2 separate regions of the Triticum aestivum genome follow, and region 2 is linked to region 1. Evidence: chromatin contacts called from public Hi-C data. All regions are on one chromosome and are shown on one strand. Each heading gives the region's core, a stretch centred on a gene start, on an enhancer-like site or on the middle of the called end of the contact. The rest is flanking DNA. Distances are from core to core; before and after follow the strand shown. Region 1 has its middle 50 kb from the start of LOC123074716. Region 2 holds the start of LOC123079097 (anthocyanidin 5,3-O-glucosyltransferase).

The links. Hi-C and Micro-C count contacts between places; a contact is called where the count stands out from the background.
Region 2: a contact with region 1 is called in a Hi-C map of leaf, with 4 times the contacts expected there. The contact joins the promoter of LOC123079097 here to the enhancer-like site in region 1. A contact is called at or near these places in 2 of 5 Hi-C or Micro-C datasets (both in leaf).

What each region holds. Positions count from the first base shown.
Region 1 is chr3D:388,979,939-388,982,526 of IWGSC CS RefSeq v2.1, reverse strand. It overlaps the pseudogene LOC123074717. Among protein-coding and RNA genes, the nearest start is that of LOC123074716, 50 kb to the right of the region's middle. Within about 2 kb of position 1,281, at least 1 of the 8 cell types and tissues checked has an H3K27ac peak or open chromatin away from gene starts, as enhancers often do. A contact at or near this core is called in leaf, where this site is marked.
Region 2 is chr3D:389,533,356-389,535,943 of IWGSC CS RefSeq v2.1, reverse strand. LOC123079097 (anthocyanidin 5,3-O-glucosyltransferase) reads left to right here and starts at 1,314. Exons shown (of 1, transcript XM_044501770.1): 1 at 1,314-2,588. The coding sequence starts at 1,473.

The DNA.
Region 1 (2,588 bases), core at 32-2,531:
CCGCCAACCCAGCCATCACGTTCCGCCTCCTCCCCGTGCCGTCTTGCGGCAAGGGCCATTACTCCCACCCGGTCCTGCGCACCATCGACGTGCTCCGCGCCGCCAACCCCTCGCTGCGGGAGTTCCTCCGCACTCTCCCCGCCGTGGACGCCCTCGTGGTGGACATGTTCTGCGTGGACGCGCTCGACGTCGCCGCCGAGCTCGACATCCCCGCGTACTTCTTCTTCGCGTCCGCGGTCGGCGACCTCGCCATCATGCTCCACCTGCCGTACTACTACCCCGCCGCCCCGTGCTCGTTCAAGGACATGGGCAAGACGGTGCTCCACTTCCCCGGCGTGCCGCCGATCCGCGCGCTGGACATGTCGACCACCATGCTGGACCGGGAGAGCGATATCGCCAAGGAACGGTTGCGCCACTACACGCGGATGCCGGAAGCAAGAGGCTTTCTGGCGAACAGTTTCGACTGGTTGGAGGCGAGGGCGCTGGAAGCACTCAGGTACGGCCTCTGCACGCCTGGTCGCCCAACGCCGCCAGTCTACTGCATCGGCCCGCTAGTCCTTCCTGGACAAACGGGAGGGAGCGCCGGTGGGAGACACGCGTGCCTCGAGTGGCTTGACGCGCAGCCGGAGCGGGGCGTGGTATTCCTCTGCTTCGGCAGCCTGGGCACCTTCTCGGCGGCGTAGCTAGCAGAGGTGGCTCGCGGGTTACAGGACTCCGGGCACAGGTTCTTATGGGTGGTGCGCGGCCCTCCCGAGCAGAAGGACGAGTCGATCGAACCGGACTTACAGGCGTCGCTCCCGGAGGGTTTCTTGGAGAAGACCGCTGGCAGGGGCTTCGTGGTGAAGAACTGGGCGCCACAGGCGGAGGTATTCCGTCACGGAGCCGTCGGCGCGTTCGTGACGCACTGTGGGTGGAACTCGGTGCTCGAGGGCATCGTGTCCGGCGTGCCGATGATCTGCTGGCCGCTGTACGCGGAACAGAGGATGAACAAGGTGCACGTGGTGGAGGAGATGAAGGTCGGGGTGGCGGTGGAGGGCTACGAGGAGGGACAGGTGAAGGCAGAGGAGGTGGCGGCGAAGGTGAGGCTGGTGATGGCGTCGGAGGAAGGGAGCAAGCTGAGGGAGAGGCTCGCGGCGGCCAAGGAGATGGCGGCGGCCGCCGTGAAAGACGGCGGGTCGTCCGACGTGGCGTTTCACGAGTTCTTGATGGACTTGGAGAAGTGCCGTTCAGAGAAGTCTGGAGAAAAGTCGATGTAGACGGCAACTGAAAGCGAGACAGGGGAGCAGTGTTGTTTCGCTTGGATTCGTCGTCTCAGACCTCTTTGCTAGTCCCGAGGTATCACGGAAGAACCTCAGAAATCAGTATCGAAACCACACAGCGCTTTCATTTTGACTTTCGACTCATAAGATTGTTGTTTTCTTCTAGATTTTTCCGAACAACTTATCAGAGTAGTAGTGAGATAATTGCACGTATCGTTCTTGAAGTCGGCGGCAAGGTCCAACATGGTCCTCGAGGTTGAGAAGTGCTTCAATACAGTCCCGGTACATGGAAATACGTGATCAATACGGTCCTGATACATGAAACGACGGTCCTGGCTCTACACATCGCATACGTATTGCATAACGCGCTGCTGGAGAACAGGTCAACTCTCTCTCTCTCCACCTGTGTGGGACCTGCCTGTCAGTGAGCGCGAGGAGAAAATACAAGTAAAAATTGCTATTGCCTAGCGAGTCGAACACACGACCAGGCAGAATGCATGTTCGCTCGCTCGCTCGTGCTAGCCAACTCAACCAGGGCTATCGATATTAATAAATAGATTATTCCCTTCTTATGAGCACTAGTGCGCCTGCATGCATTTTCTTCTTAAAAATCCTTAATGAGGCCATTTCAAGTTCGTTCGCTCACTGATAACCAGAAGCTAATAATGAAAGAAACATTAATTTTATTATTCGACCACGTAAATCATCAAATCCACAAGGATCCGATTTTTTTACTTTGGAATTTCACAACCATGACAAATGGAAGAAATATATGGATTACTTCTAATGATATATGTAAGCACATTCCGAAATCAACATGTGCTTTCAGGCTTGAAAACTTAAACACATAGTTCCGCAAAAAAATAACTTTAACACATAACACTGAATGGTACATATATATAGCACATCCGGAAAACAGCATGTGTGTTTTTTGCGGTGTAAACTTGGCACGGTAATCTATCAAACATGAGATTAATTTATTATGTTTTTGCATATTTAGAATAGAAAACTAGCGCTTGAAAATCTACTAAAATCAGTTCACTGACACAAATGAAAATAGATATGAAATGCGAAGAAATTGTCCAAAGTGTGCCTTCACTTAAACAATAAAATTTATCTTACCTACAACAAATTTAGAAGAACTTCTATTTTCCATAAGTAATCATTTGTTTTTAGTTTCTGACATCTAAGTAAATATTTTTCATGCATAAGGACAAGGTAAAATGTGACAAGCTAAAGTTATTAGTCCAACAAAATGACAGGTTATACAAAAATATAAATCCATTTTCTTTGTCTGTTTGTCTAAATATAAAACCATGTGCATCTTAT
Region 2 (2,588 bases), core at 65-2,564, 550 kb before region 1:
CACCTCCAAGAATGACGCCCCCGGGGGAAACGACACCAGAGAGCCGCCGTCATCCGATCTACTGATCTAGGGTTTCCCCCGGAGGTAGCAGAGAGTGGCCTTGAACTTCTCCACGACGATGCCTTCAGGAAGGGAACGACGCCGACAGCGTCGCCATCGCCGGCCTTGGCAATAGCCAATAGCAGGTTTTCACCCAGATCTGATCGAAGACCTTCATCTCTCGTGCACGCCGCCATCCTTGCCGGGATCTGGAAGATCCCGCAAGCCAGATCTCAGCAGGGAGAAGCCCCCCCCCCCCCCCCCACCGAGACCCGCCGGCCGAGCAGGGGAGGCCGAGGCCGCGCCCACAGGAACAGATGATGAATCCATGCCCGCGCCGCCGCCCCGGAGTCAGCCCCGCGCGCCAAGAGGCGAGAACCACCACCATGACGCCCGCCGCACCGCCGCCAGGAGCTCGTCGCCGACCACTCCGCAGCACGCCGTGCCGCCGCACCCGCCAACCAGTCCGGCGCCCAGGCCCGGCGGATCTGGCCCGCGCCTGACCACCCGCGTGAGGGGACGAAGGAAGCCCCGCCGCCGCCTGCGCAGACCAGGCTTCGCCCGGCCGCGCCCTCCAGCAGTGGCGAGGGGGAGTAGGGAGGGAGAGGGGGCCGAGCGGAGGAGATCGGGGCGCCCTCCCCGGCCGCCTCGCGGGTGGCGGCGCGGGAGGGATAGGGTTCACGTGCTTTTCACGAAGACATCTCAGATATCATCAACAAGATCAGGCTGACACCGGTAAACGCCAACAGCGACGCACCGCCGTCTTGTTCTAGCGACGACATTGACCATTCAGTGGTACAGGGATATCGATGCAATTTTTATTATATTTGAGGTTCTTTGTATTTTCGCTGAACACTGGATGTGGTTCTTCTCCAAAAGAACTCGTTCATTGCGTCACTGCAGCAGTTAGGGTCGTGGTTGCACATACGTATCGGTATCAGTAACGGCAGCCATTGGGCGATCGGCAGGTTGAGTAGGAGAAATGTATTTTGTGCTCGTGGCAATGATCTGAAGAGCGAGCAAACAAAGCCTTCTAGAAGAAGACGGCGTCCATACGAAGAGCAGATCGGCATGGCGGAAACTCGCGGGAAAAAGGCTCCACGGAGAGTACCGTCACGGATGACGTTCCCACTCCCAAAGGCGCCACTCTGGATGAGATGAGGACAGTGTGGACCTGTCTCTTACGACGGCGGCTTGAGGCACCCTAACAGAGCTTAAATTCTGTCGAGATGTGTCGCTGAGGTCAGCTCACGGTCTCACCGGGCCATGCACTGCTCAACCAGACCACCCCTATGTCCAAATTTGACTGGATTCGAGCCGGCCACGCTATATTATCCCCGGACCCCGGTGGGTTTGTTTGCAGGGCGGCAGAGCACAGGCACAACACCAAGCCAACCCAAAACCATTTCGTACTAGAAGAGTGAAGCGAAGCGATGAAGAAGACCGTGGTCCTGTACCCTGGCCTCGGCGTCGGCCACCTGGTGCCGATGGTGGAGGTCGCCAAGCTGTTCCTCAAGCACGGCCTCGCCGTCACCATGGCGCTCGTCGAGCCGCAGGTCAAGTCCACTGACTTCTCCGCCGCGGTCGCCCGCGCGAGGGCCTCCAACCCCTCCGTCGCCTTCCGCGTCCTGCCGTCGCCGCCCGCAGATTCCAACCCCGACGGCGCGCCCAGGCACCACGTCGTGAAGGTTATCCAATCGCTCGCCGCCATGAATGCGCTCCTCCGCGACTTCCTCCGCTCGCTGCCCTCCGTCCACGCGCTCGTCCTCGACATGTTCTGCGTCGACGCCCAGGACGTGGCAGCCGAGCTCAAGCTGCCGGTCTTCTACTCATTCGCCTCCGCTGCCAGCGACCTTGCCATCTTCCTCAACCTGCCGAGCAAGTTCGCCAGCAATACGGCCAAGATAAAAGAGCTCGGCGACTCCATCATCACCTTCCCGGGCGTTCCTCCTTTCAAGGCTTCGGAGCTGCCCTCCGAAGTTATCGGCGACGATGAAGCACTCGTGTACGTCTTACGCATGTTTGAGCGAATGGCAGAGGCGAAAGGAATTCTTATCAATTCCTTCGACTCGCTGGAAAAGCCCGCACTGAGCGCTCTCAACGACGGACTTTGCGTTCCTGGTCGTGCGACGCCGCCGGTCTACTGCATCGGGCCGTTGGTCTCCGGAGGCGGAGACAAGGAGCACGAGTGCCTCCGCTGGCTGGACGCGCAGCCGGACCAGAGCGTGGTGTTCCTCTCCTTCGGCAGCCTGGGCACATTCACCAGTAAGCAGCTCGAGGAAATTGCAGTTGGTCTGGAGAAGTCAGGGGAGAGGTTCCTGTGGGTTGTGCGGAGCCCGCGCAGTCCCGACGAGAAGCACGGCGATCCGCTGCCGGAGCCTGACCTCGACGCGCTCATGCCGGAAGGGTTCTTGGAGAGGACCAAGGACAGAGGGCTCGTGGTCAAGTCTTGGGCGCCGCAGGTGGAGGTTCTGCGTCACAGGGCGACCGGCGCATTCATGACGCACTGCGGCTGGAACTCGACGCTGGAGGGCATCACGGCAGGGTTG